Linked DNA regions of Sus scrofa: all the other regions are linked to region 3. The links are chromatin contacts, called in public Hi-C and promoter capture Hi-C maps. All regions are on one chromosome and are shown on one strand. Each heading gives the region's core, a stretch centred on a gene start, on an enhancer-like site or on the middle of the called end of the contact. The rest is flanking DNA. Distances are from core to core; before and after follow the strand shown.

Evidence for each region. Promoter capture Hi-C pulls out the DNA fragments that hold promoters and counts their contacts. A called contact is a pair of places that touch in the nucleus more often than the background predicts.
Region 1: a Hi-C map of liver shows a contact between it and region 3, with 2.7 times the contacts expected there. The contact joins two enhancer-like sites. A contact is called at or near these places in 6 of 47 Hi-C or Micro-C datasets (alveolar macrophages, epiblast stem cells, liver and 2 more) and 2 of 2 datasets of contacts at active chromatin or transcription factors (alveolar macrophages and skeletal muscle).
Region 2: a promoter capture Hi-C map of liver shows a contact between it and region 3, with 7 times the contacts expected there. The contact joins the promoter of BHLHE41 here to the enhancer-like site in region 3. A contact is called at or near these places in 2 of 5 promoter capture datasets (fetal liver and liver), 5 of 47 Hi-C or Micro-C datasets (embryonic fibroblasts, liver, mesenteric adipose tissue and 1 more) and 2 of 2 datasets of contacts at active chromatin or transcription factors (alveolar macrophages and skeletal muscle).

What each region holds. Positions count from the first base shown.
Region 1 is chr5:47,706,385-47,711,138 of Sscrofa11.1, reverse strand. No RefSeq gene overlaps it. Among named protein-coding and RNA genes, the nearest start is that of BHLHE41, 21 kb to the right of the region's middle. Within about 2 kb of position 1,353, at least 18 of the 83 cell types and tissues checked have an H3K27ac peak or open chromatin away from gene starts, as enhancers often do. A contact at or near this core is called in liver, where this site is marked.
Region 2 is chr5:47,685,019-47,689,409 of Sscrofa11.1, reverse strand. BHLHE41 (class E basic helix-loop-helix protein 41) reads right to left here and starts at 1,748. Exons shown (of 5, transcript XM_003355541.4): 1 at 1,049-1,748; 2 at 841-904; 3 at 405-512; 4 at 1-82. The coding sequence starts at 1,110.
Region 3 is chr5:47,402,831-47,407,017 of Sscrofa11.1, reverse strand. It overlaps ITPR2 (inositol 1,4,5-trisphosphate receptor type 2), which reads right to left. Exons shown (of 58, transcript XM_021092920.1): 55 at 2,792-2,957. Among named protein-coding and RNA genes, the nearest start is that of SSPN, 200 kb to the left of the region's middle. Within about 2 kb of position 1,472, at least 3 of the 83 cell types and tissues checked have an H3K27ac peak or open chromatin away from gene starts, as enhancers often do. A contact at or near this core is called in liver and mesenteric adipose tissue, where this site is marked.

The DNA of each region.
Region 1 (4,754 bases), core at 104-2,603, 300 kb before region 3:
GAAAAACAAATGAAAACAAAAAGTGTGGATTTAAAAGGATATTACTAGAGGTGACAAAGCAATTGACTGGGTGAAATTTTTATCTGGATATTTTGGAAGCATTTAATTTGTATCCTATCCATATTAGATAGGTTAGGTCCCAATAAACCAAAATCAGAGTAGATACACAAGAAAAAAATAAAGGTAAAACTTTAATAAGATTTCACATTAGGGGGATAAAGCAAATTTTAAGGGAAAAAAATTCTCTTGAAATATTATTAATAAAATCGTGATACTCTATTTTGACACAAATATACATTTTCTTTGAGTCAGAATTACATGACTATGAAATTAGTCCAGTTTTTAAATTTCTTCTTCTTCTTCTTCTTCTTTTTTTTTTTTTTTTTTTTTCTGGTCTTTTTAGGGCCAAACCCACTGCATACGAAGTTTCCAGGCTAGGGGTCAAATAGGAGCTGGAGCTGCTGGTCTGCACCACAGCCACAGTAACACAGGATCTGAGCCACGTCTTCGACCTACAACACAGCTCACAGCAACACCAAATCCTTTAACCCACTGAGCGAGGCCAGGGATCGAACCCATGTCCTCATAGATACTAGTTGGGTTCGTTACTGCTGAGCCACAAATGGGAACTCCTAAAATTCTTTTATATGGCTGTTTGGAATCAAATGCTTCAAGGTAAATTTAGTGATAGAAATAGTCCTCTACAATTATTAGAGATAAATTAACTGTTATTATGAAGATTTTTTTTTTAATCCCCCACTGGTTGCTAAAATCAGGTATGGACTAACAAATGGCCAAACAGCTTAGGGAAGAGTGGCTGTGTGACCAGGAGCAAGTTCCTTAATCTTTCAGTGCCTGGGTTTCCTTACATGGTAACACCCACCCGATAAATTTAATAAATCAATATGTTATGCGCTTAACCCAGTGCCCAGCATATACAGTCAGAGGCACATGGCGAAGAGCCATTGTCATATCTCTTTTCTGCACCAGAAACAGGGAGGCTGTTGGTGGGAAAAATTGCCTAGCTCAGGAAGGGCTGTCTTGCCCTGACTAGATTCACTTGACTTGTTTGGCTGTTCAGGGCCCCAGATAGGAAATGCCAATCAGCATGAACGTAATTAAAGGTGTTTGATAGCCTGGGACTCCTCAGATGTTCCTGACTAAGCAGTATTCAATTGTGCTAGTTAGAAAAACTGGAAGATCTATAGATTTCAGATATTGGAGTTTGTTGCCCAGCAACAGCCTGCAAGTTCCTGAAGAAATACTGAATTATCTCGTTAGTGAAGCAACTTCCTGTTAGGTGGCAGTAGACTCTGACCACAGTGAACCCAAGAACCCAAGATCCTCTGACCCAGAAAAACACTCACGTGAGAACTGATTAGATGGCAAGACACCAAGAAAACTAGTTTTACAACCTATCAAGCGGCTGGAGGTTGGTCAGAGTCTGGGGAGCAGGAAGGGCAGGCCCACTGCACCTCATCGGGGTTGCTGACATAGAATACACTGTGTAGAGATACTGCAGAACCCTGTGCAGCTCCATGGCCTCAGAAAGGGACTAACGCAGCTGGGGCAGGCAGGTGCATCAGCCCAGAAGCTACATCCATCTTCCTTCCTGCTGAGGCTTCCACAGCATTGCATGGCCCCAGAAATCCCCCCAGAAGGATATGCAGATACAAGAGGTTTTAGATGATGTCATTTAATCCTTATAGCTATTCTGTCTTATTAAAATCATCCTCTTTACAGGGAAGGAAACATAGATTTAGAGAAGTAACACCTAAGGTAATAAAGCTGGTGACTGAGGCTCACACCAGGCAGTCTCATTTCAGATTCCACGCTCTTGACCTCCATGCTAGACTGTCTCCCAAGGACCAACTACAATTATTTGTTCAGCATTTGAACATTCACGAAGCTCCAAACACTCGTGGACATTATACCATCACCCCCTCCTTACACAGATAAGGAAACAGAGAGCAAGAGGTGTCAGTGTTTTTCCCAAGTTTATGCAATTAAGTAGTGGAGCCAGAATTTGCACTCCAGGCCTTTTGATTCTCAGAAGAATATACAATAGGAAGGCCCAAAGGGAACCGGGTAAGCTCTTTTGAGCACCCAGCTTAAGGGAACAGAGTTCTGAGGTCAAGCCTTAGCCTATTTTTGCCTTTGCTTTGCCTGTCCAGACAATGCCTTTACATGAATCTGATGATAACCTGTATCCTGATTACTGCATTTGTACATTCAAGATACATTACTTTTCTCTAGGTGATATAGATCTGGGATTTGTATAACCTGGGAATACCTACTTTATTGGAGTTGAACATGGGAGAACATGGAAGCAATATGCTTCAAGTAACATGTCAGGAATACTCCACTCCACATGGAAATCCTTCCAGGGTTAAAAGCAAGTACTGTCTGCCCAAGATGCCAAGATGCAGGAGATCACAGATGAGAATCTTCCATCCCCCCTGAGGACAAAAAGCTCTGAATTTGGGGGAAAATGCCATTTTCAGACTCACTCCACTACTTTGATCTAATAACCTGCTGCTTACTATGGATTTCAAAGACCTGGTGAAGGCAAGGTAGCTGAATCGATAGGAGATCATCCAGCACAAGAAAAGAGACAACCTGTAGCAGTCTCTGCTGGTTCCACCTAACTGATCTTGAGCCTCGTAACACTGGCAGGTGTCACCAGGACGTTTTGTGAGCTGGGTGATGTGTACATCATAGGGACCTTAGCATCTATAGGAAAAAAGAGAGCTACCGGGATAGGTTAGCTCCTATCCATTTCACATTTTTCTCCCTACTGGATACTGAGTATATTCATCTAGAAAACTTTTTTTTCAGCTACAGAAAATGATAAAATGTTTATCCCTTTAGGCTCAACTGTAGAATTAATTTAACATTCCCTAATTAATTTATTATCAATTTATAATAAATGAAGAGTATAGTAGTCTTACAACATAAAACTCCTTCAAAAATATTTTCAACCCATGAAGTAAAAGGTAATGTGATGCTTTTCTCAACTACATATATATTGTCAATACCACCAAATTTTACCTATTTCCAGTATAAGAGAAATTTAAAATTTAGAGGGGCCATTCATCTTATGAGGGAATGAATGGAGGGTTGAACAAATTGATTCTAAAAATATTTACTGAGGAATTCCCACTGTGGCTCAGCAGTAACAAACTCGACTAGTATCCATGAAGACATGGGTTCAATACCTGGCCTCCCCCTGGTCGCAGACATGGCCAGGTTGGTGTGGCTGTGGTTATAGGCCAGTGGCTACAGCTCCAATTCGACCCCTCGCCTGGGAACTTTCATGTGTCAGGGAGTGACACTAAAAAATAAATAAATAAAAAAAATATATTTACTGAATGCTAGGCATGGTGCTAGGCAGCAGGGACATCTAGATTAACTATTAGCCAAAACCCAAGAGCCCACACTTGTTGTCAATATGGTCAATAAAATTTCACAAGCGGAAACAAGAAAGGGAAACACATCAGAAGTATTCTAAGTGGGAGTTCCCGTTGTGGCTCAGTGGTTAAGGAATCCGACTAGGAACCAGGAGGTTACAGGTTCGTTCCCTGGCCTTGCTCGGTGGGTTAAGGATCCAGCGTTGCCGTGAGCTGTGGCGTAGGTTGCAGACGCGGCTCAGATCCCGCGTTGCAGTGGCTACAGCTCCGATTTGACCCCTAGTCTGGGAACCTCCATATGCCGTGGGAGCAGCCCAAGAAATGACAAAAAGACAAAAAAAAAAAAAGAAGTATTCTAAGTGAAGACATTCAGGGAAATTTCGAAATTAGAATTTAGGAGACATTATTTTTGTCCTACACTGGTTCAATTACTTTGTTCTCTGTATGAGCCAGAGAGCACATAATTCTCCCACCGTGAGAGGAAAGGGGTGCAGTACTCCAAACCAACCATGTGTGCTTTGGGCAGAAACTATCAATGTTTGAGAAAAACACAGCTTACTGTAAACCTAGATCAAACCGAAGGAAAAAGATTCCTGATATATGGCCTTTGATACTTGGTAATGATGCTTTGGAGATTGGCAGGTATAAAGACAGGTAATACACATTTACCTCTGCCAAAATATATATTCCCCAATAGCCATAAAGAAAAAAAAATGACTAAAGCCATAAATATGGGGAGGGAAGTTGAATGTTGAAATTCTAGATGTCTTGCAGGTTGATGCCGACCCCTGTGAGGAAGACCAGCACATCAGGGTTCTTACCACAACCAACTTCCCAAGAAAGGAATACCAGTCTCCATAGGCAGGTGTCAGAGGATTTACTGGGTTATAAAGGAATAGAGCCACACTGACCTTCAAAGTGGCCAGAACTGTGGCAAGCCAGCTCATCAGCCAGATAATCAGTTCCTTGCAACTGGGCAACCTGCATTCCATCCAGGTCAACTGTACGATAATGGACCTTCACCAGCAGGTAAAGGAGCCTTACAGTGAGGGTGATCCAAACTATCACTCTGGTGAATGGGGCTGGGTAATGGGGGCCAGTGGCCTGAGCATCTACTTTCTCAATGTCATGAATTTCTCTGGACTCTAAAATTAGAATAAAGTTGGAAGGGATGGATTGGGAGTTTGGGATTGGCATACGCACACTACCGTATATGGAATGGATGGTCAATGGGGACCTGCTATAAAGCACAGGGAAATCTACTCAATATTCTGTGATAATGTATATGGGAATGAATATGTGTATATGTATAACTGAATCACTTTGTCACATTGTTGTATAGCA
Region 2 (4,391 bases), core at 499-2,998, 280 kb before region 3:
GCTGCTCTGTTAAGGCTGTTAAAGCTTTTAAGTGTTTCAAAGTCAATTCCAATACTACCGCTTTCTCCAGATGCCCCAGAGTCTGCAGTGGTGCAAAAGAGACGGGGGCACTTGGTTACTTAAAAACACATTTGGCATGACTGGCTTTCCATTCAGCTCAGCAACTTAAGCAAGCACTTTGAAAGAAGTACCATTCCTATACTTCTTGAGCTTCAACAATACAGGTTATAAATGATTAAGAAATCAGTTGTGAACACCTACTCTTGAGTTTGCAGGAAACTCTCCACTATAGCACAAGTTGTAAGGCATGTGATATTTACATTTTATTCTTATAACCCTGGGACTAGTACCAGGCTATTAACACACCCTTGGAGAGCAGCAAAGAATAAAAATGTGCATCTTACTGTCAACTTTAGATGTTCAGGCAGTAAGTCTTTCAGCTGAGCAATGCATTCATTAATTCGGTCTCTTCTTTTCTTTTCTATTAATCTGTGCGGTAATTTGTAGGTATCCTTAATACATGAGAGTCATGGAAGAGAGAAAACAATAAACTAAACATTCATTCACTGGATTTAACAATACCCTGCCATCCTCCCCCCAAAACATACTATGTGAGAAACTATGCCCAAGAAACCTCTTTCCTCTGGACTGTTCTGAAATGCAATTTAAATTCAGGTATGATGTTTAAACTCCCCCTGAGAGTATCCAGCAAACCACTTAAAATTCAGTTGGGGAAGCTCAAGATCTGTAATATATTTGCGGGCAGACTTCCCTGTTAAATCAATGGCCCTAATTAACTATCCAGGCAGGTTAAGAGGAACGTCGGAAACTTACACTTACCTTGCTATCGTCTCGCTTCATGCTCCTTTTGGGCTTACACATATACAAAGAGGAATAATCCAGTCTGCAAAATAGAAATCAGCATCAGGAACCCATTCCGAGAGGGGCTCTGCCCTCCCCGCTCCATACCACTTTCTGGAGAAGAAAAAAAAAAAAAAAAATCAAACTGAAGCCTAGACAGATATTCGCAAGGGTGCGTGCACCTTACCCTATAAAATCTCTATGTTCCAGTAACTGTCTTTCTTGCAAATGAGGAATTCCTTCGTCCATGTTCAATCGCTGTCCGTTTCCTCTGTTTCGATTTTTGGGGTTCTGTTCTATAATCTGTGGGACGGTAGCCCTGGGAGATCCTGGGGGGAATCTGTACGTCTCCAGTCTCTCTCTCTCTCTCCCTCTTCAGTGCAGTGTTGAAAGTGTGAAGCAGTTGGTCCCCCCCTCCCTCCGCGCTCGCTCTCTCGCACACACACGCACACACACGCACGCACACTCGCGCTGGCTCCACTGCGCTGGTAGTTTGCTCTCACTCCGGGCAGTGTTTGGCCACAGGGCACGCGCGTCGCCGGCCAGACCAGCACCCAGCTCACGTGCGGAACGTACCATCCGCGGTCCAGCCCGGAGGGGGGCGGGGGAGGAGGGGCCGGGCCAGGAGGGGGCGTCGGGAGAAGGCTGCTAGGGAAGGCGGACGGCGGGAGGGGGCGGGGACACCTGATCAGGGCCACCGGAAAGGAAAAACAACTTCAGCCAGGCTATTAAGCTTCCCCAAGGCAGCGCAGTCAGCTGGGGGAGTGGGAGGGGGCGCCCGGGGGTGCGGGGCAGCTTGGGCTTCCTCCGCTGGGAAGTGCGACTCCTTCAATCCGTCTGTCCTTACGGATAGGAACGTGAACGTGGCTTTTTACTTTTCCACAGACTGTGCTGTTGGTTTGGACCAGAGAAAGGAAAGAGAAAGAGAATTCGCGATGGGTCAACTTCAGTCCCGAAGGACAATTTGGAGACTTGTTTGCTTACGCTCAGTGGCCTGGGGGGACCCCTAGACCTGATTGGAGGTTGCCCCCAAAAGGGACAACATGAAATCTGCTCCCCGAGAGATTTAAGATAAGTGAAAATGTAGCCACTGGGTCAGAATGTCGCAATCCAAGTGTCTTTCTGCCCCACAGTGTCCAAACTTCCCGCAGCAGCCGGAATTGCGGTGCCACTAATCACAGCCACAGATGACGACGTTTGGGTTCTCAGGAGCTCCCTCAGGAACGCGGCGGGGAGGGAGGGGAATAGGATGGGGTGGCAAGAGAGGGGCTCCCGCGAAAAAGCAATGCAGCATTACCAATCGCCCGCTAAGCCCCGCCGCCCCTCTGCGCCTCGGGTGGCGCTGCGCACTTTCCCCGCCCCTCCCCCTTCGTGTGATAAGAGACGCCGGGAGTGTGCAGAGCCCACGTTTACTACCGCTGGTACCTCCAAAGCCTCCCTCCTTAATCCTGTCTCAAACGGGTACCAGCACAGGGCCAGCAACGTGATCCGACCTGCCGCTGCTGCCACATCACTGCACGGGGAACCCGCGCGCGCGTGTGCGCGTGCGCGCGCTTGCCCTGCAGCCTCGGTGCCCCGCTCGGGGAAAGCACAGGCCACCTCGAACCGGGCTACCTTTCCCCAGAGCCATCCCCGGAGCATGACTCACTGCTAGTGAGAGTTACCGGGAGGTGCCCGCAGTTGCGCACTGCCCCTGGTGCCTGGCGCAGCGGGCCGCAAGGGACATCGGAGACCGAGGGAAAGCGCGTCCTGCGGGATTCCCAGGTCTCCGGGCCCATTGCCCCCACTGGGTCTGCCAGGAGGGGATAGGGAGAATATATATTAATCTCTCTCCTATCTATCTATCTATCTATCTATCTATCTATCTATCTATCTATCTATCTATCTATCTATCTATCTATCTATCTACATAGATATCAAACCAAAAGTCTTTCCTGCCTGCATTCTCCTGGGTGATCCCCGAAATAGTCATTACTGCCACTGGCACGTGAACCAAGGCGAGAAGTACGCCGAATGCACGCGAACCCGGGCGCAGCAGGGACTTGGGGCCGTCGCTACGTGTCCCCCGGCCCGCCCCGCCGAGCGCGGGTTCCGGGGACGGATCTGGGTCGCGGGAAGCGGCGGCTGGAAGGAGGTCACGTGTCTGCGGGAGTCGTGCCTCTTCCCCGCCTCCAGGAGCCGCCGGGGCCGCGGCCGCGCTGCTGCAGTCTCCCGAGTCCTGGGCGGAGACGCGCGGCGTCTGGCTTCGTGACTCCGGCGGCGGCGGCGGCGGCCCAAGCTCACCCCAGCGTGAGGAGACGCTCGCGGTCTGTCCTCTCAGAGGGCCGTTTAAGGTCCCTCGACTTTCTCCAATGGGGAGACGTATTTTGCACCAAATAAGCAATTCAATAATGATCATACTTAAAAAGAAAAAAGTATTTTTGAAATACTGATTTTATTTTATACCTAGATCCAGCTTCTCTGTTTCCAAATGATTGGGTTAGTAATTCCCTTTGGAGGGGAGGGCAATTCGTAGTCCTAAAAGCGGCATATACCTGCAGCACTGTATTATTCTGTCCTCTCATTCTAAATTGACAAAAAAAAGGGGGGGGGTGGATAATGCCATTAAGAAGAATAATTTAAAAAATGAAACACCAGCTCCCCTATAGATTTCTGACGGTTTGGAGAAGGAAAAGAGTGTAAATATTTGCTCTAGAGCTAAATTTTTTTCTTGGAAAGGATGGCTGAAGTATTCAGAGAAAATGAAATGAAGGCTGGATCACTGCATCTCGGTCTTGTCAGTGGAGCAGGCCGGATGCAAGGCTGCTGATCCTGGACAGACTTTAGGGAGCAAGTTTGGAGCATATTCTAAGGCAATAGGAAGAATAGGGAAGGAAGTTGGGCGGGCCATCGGTGTGTTAATTTTGGATGTTAACTTCCCCTAATTCAAAGACAAAGAGGCCTTGGTGCAAATGAAGCCTTTCCTGGTGTCAATTTTATCTCCTCTCTCCCCATCTCTTCTGTCCCAACATTTCTGTTTTCTCTCTCACTTCATTCTTTTTCTGATACCCAGATCAAGCTGTAAGTGGATGGAGTCTTTTCTAGTGCTTGGTTTCCTTTGTTATTCTCAATCCTCCTTTTCTTCTTTTTTTCTTTTTCATACCCACTTTTTACTCTTGTCTCCCTTTTTTCTTTTCTTCCCCCCCCCTTATATTTTTCTCTTCCTACCCTTTCCCCCATTCTTTCCCTGTAGTTTTGGTTCTTTTATTTGCTTTTTTGTCTTTTTTCTTTAGTTTCTCACCTTGATGACTCTTCTTGCTTATCCACTTCCCTTAAACTTGAGTCCTGCTCCTTTTCTCTCTCAGACTTCTGCCTTCTGGAACATGGGGCATGGGGCATAGTTTAATGCCTCCAAATGTCCCTTTGCTGCAAGGAGAGCTAACAAACATATAGCACTTACAAGTAGAGTACCAAACACCATTTGAAGAGCTTTTAATGTACTAACTCATGAATCCTTTCCACAACTTTTTAAGGTAGATACTGTTATTATC
Region 3 (4,187 bases), core at 223-2,722:
AGCTTTGAGAAAAACATTTCAATTTGGTGATGAAGGTCATTGTGATATTTTAAGGAATTTATAGGTTATAGGCTTTTTGATCACTGCAAAAAGCCAGAGAGAATTTTGACAGAAGGGAAAGCCCAGAGGAGCAGGAAAGGGGTGAAGGGATGCTCTTATTTTGCTACTCATGTTTTTGTGTTGCTAGAATGGGGGAGAATGGATCATGTCTTAGGATGAGGCTCACATCCTACTGATAGATTTTCCCAAAGAATCCCATGTTTCAGAGGTAGTGCATTCACATACTAATTATCATGATTGTGAAGAAAAAGGCTTTGGGGAAGCAGCATAAAGACAAGATCATGAGACATGGGAGGATCTCCAAGGGCAGCATCTCTTTCTTCCTTGGGGCTCACTCTTCTACATAATAACTCTCATTCCCAAATCCTCCAGTTATTGTACATCTTCCTGGTGCCACGTCAGTCTTGCGTTCCTCCATCTAATCTAGGCATATAAAGACTCCTCCTTCTACATCACTCCTTCCAGCAAGTCCCTCCCCAGCACCGTGCAATCTGGAATCTGCCTTTACCCTCATGGAAACTCCTCTCTGAAAACACCAAAACCTCCTAAATGAGAAAGCCAAAGGCTCTGCTTCAGTTCACGTTATTGGCCTTCTTGGCTTTGATCCAGTTGATAATCAATTCTTTTCTTTCCCAGGCTGTTTTCTCCCCTTCCTTTCACGTGTCACCCATGACTGGTTGTCATCATACCATTCAGACTGAACACTCTGGGCACGCACGTGTGTGTGTGTGTGTGTGTGTGTGTGTGTGTGTGTGTGAGAGAGAGAGAGAGAGAGAGAGAGATTCTCTTTCTTTCAACTTTTCAGTGCTGATCTACTTCAATCCTATCTTCTCCTCTCACCTGGGAGCCTTCTCCCACACTCCAGCTTGTTCTGTCCCATTCAGGCTGAGGGTTCCCCCAATACTGTCTCCAGTCCAGACTCCTCTGAGGTGCAAACCCATATGTTGACCTCTGGAATAAGTGTGTATCCCACTGGAGTGCTCAGTACAGACCTCAAATTCAGTATTTTGAAAGCCAAACTCAGCACAGTCCTACCTAAAATTCTTTTTCTTCTTCTATTCTAAAACTCGACTGTTGGTAATACCATCCACCCAGGCACCACGCTCTTTCATATTCATTTCAAACCATTAAGATTTTAAAATTCTATCTTCCCAATTATGTCTTAACTCTGTCCCCTACCTTGAACACTGCTACCACTAACTCTCCTGGATCTAGGTTTCATTATCTCTCATGGACTACACCAGTAATTCTATCTGGTTTCTCTGGCTCCAATGTTGTCCTCTGATGAACAACTTTCCATAGCTGCCACAATGCTCTCAAATAAAAATTAGACCCTGCACTCCTCTACTTAACAGTTCTTTAATGGTTCACCATTCGTTACAAGTCCAAAGGACAAAGTCCAAGCTTTTTAACAGAAAAGGCCACATCAGATCTGGCCAATCTCTGTGCTTGGCATGCCCGGCTCCAAAACTGATACTCCAGCAACACTGAGCTGTTCCTAGGAAATGCAGATTCTTCTCATGCTGTTCTCCCCTCCATGCCTTTCCTTATGCTGGCCACTCTGCTTCTCCCACTCTGAAATGGCTCTTCCTTCCATCTTTTACCATCAGCTCCATCAGCATCTCTTCTAAGAAACCCTTCCTGACTTTTTCTCACCTGCCCCCTGCTACAGCCCAATAAGGTGTTCACAACCCATGAATTTATCCATCCTTTCCCTCCATGCAATAGACAGCAATGATATTTATTGTCTGTATTCCACGACAGCTTGTGAACACCCTGAAGAAGGGCACATCTAATTTGTGTTCATTTCCTTGGAACACAGCCCATGATTACAAGTTAGTATTTGGGACACCTTTGTCTGTTGGAGGAATGCTAGAAAGGCTTGGAAGAGCTATTCAGGGAAATGAGACAGTTGACAAAAGGTGGAAAACCTAGGAGGGAAGGGGACTTATTGGGGGTCCAATTTAAGTTACAGAGAATAAACGTTGCAGTGAAGCCCTTATGCTTGTTTTACGACTTTTATCAAGAGATTCTTTAGCTTGATGTGGAAAAATGGATGGTGAGTGAGTGTCACCAGGAGTTGGTAGAATAGGAAAAAGGATCCCAGGGTGATTAAGCCAGCTATGGAGACAACTAAAGCCATAAAGGGCTGAGATCTAAAACACAGAGGGTAGAGCCAAAGGAAATAATGAGGACAAAGAGAAGGTTGGGTTGGCCAGAGAGAGCTAATGATGGAAGAAGGGGAGGATAGGGTATGAGAGAGAGAGAGAAGTTGGGAGAGAGGGAGGGAGAGACAGAAACTGAGAGAAAGCACAGTTCAGAATCAAAAACAAAGTGCAGCCAGTGAAAAGAAGTTCAAGCTGCTGGAATAATCATCTGTGGATTCATAATCTAGCAAAACAAAATAAAAACCATTCTATTGTTTAATCAATATGTTATTGTGATTAAAAATCTGTTTGCCAGTCGGTGGAACCTGTTGGCATTTTGCAACACGTTCTATAGTTGGAGAATTATACAAACTGCAGAAAGAACAAGATAGCTTTGGGGTGTAATTCTTCTATTTCTGGAAGCGGAGTACCCCAGTCCAATGCTCAGTTACATAATCTGAATTTTGTCCAGCTTTCATTTTGAAATAATTTTCCCAAAGTATAACAAATAAAAATCATGCTAGCCCCTCCTTCCTTTTGGGCAGTTGCTTCATCTGTTATTTTAGTATCTTGAGCACACTTACCACAGATGAAGCAGGTTGTCTTTAGAATTTCTTCTTTTTTCTGTTTTTCACTTCTGAGATCAGCGAAAGTATCAATGATAACCCCAAAAATCAAGTTAAGAACGATAATGATAACAATGAAATAGAAGAGAAGGTCATACACCACTCGGGCAGCAAACAAGGGCTCCTGAAATAAAAATTTTTATAAATATTAAAAAAACACTGTACATATATACACACATTTTCAAGGCATGTTGATTTAGCACATTGTCTACCAAAGAGGATATATTTAACCATTATTTGCTAAATGAATATATATAGTATTCCAAGTTGGAAAAAATAAGATCCACTTTCTTTTTTTCAAGTGTTGTGGAGAAAACATCCTAGTCTGTTCTCAGACCTGTTTCATGCCCCAGGACTCACACTTTTCCTCCCCAGTGGAGGGACTTATCTTGTATTAAAAACCACTTCACTATGTCATTGTGCTAAATTCATTTGGTGGCAGTGGGCCCCCATCCCAGAAGCTGCACAAGAGGTAGACAAATCCTAGTTCTGAAGGTCAGAGATTAGAGATTTGAGGAGGATCTAATGATCTGTCAATTTCTGGAGAAGGTTTTGTTCTTGGCCTTAGAGGGTCAAGTACATACAACTCAAGCTTATTTCTACTTGACAGATGGCATTAGAATACGCATTAGAGACCACAGAGTCTAGCTGTTTCAGTGATGAGGAAACACAAGATATGAATGGACAACGTGACAGGACCAGTCTGTTGGAGGACTGACATTGTCTAAGCTCCTGGCATGACACTTGAGAATCTGCAGCCAATGAGAGATGTTTCAGCCTTGCCATCTTAATATATGAAATTCCATTAGAATTTGTTCAGGTCTGATATTCTGCATACTAAATCATGGGGGCTGTTCCTGTTCAGAGGCAAAGAGTAAACTTCCATGCCTGAGAAAACTGATAGACAAGAGGCAGCCTAATTTCTGTTCTTTACGTAATAATCAACTCCTCTATAAGGTCCATAATCACAATTTCCTTGTTGTAATGCAATACACAGTTTAAATTTGGAAAGTTTTTTTTTTTTCTTTTTCTTTTTAGGGCTGTACCTGTGGCACATGGAAGCTCCCAGGCTAGGGACTGAATCAGAGCTGCAGTTGCCAGCCTACACCACAGCCACAGCAGTGCAGGATCCAAGCTGCGTCTGCAACCTACACCACAACTCACAGCAACACCGGATCCTTAACCCTCTAAGCGAGGCCAGGGATTGAACCTACATCCTCATGGATACTAGTTAGGTTCGTTACCACTGAGTCCCAATGGGAATTCAAAAACTTGGAAAGATTTCATAACCCTACCAACATGCATTCATGAGTTATTTTGAAGTCACCCCAGAATGCAACTAATTGGTTTTAAT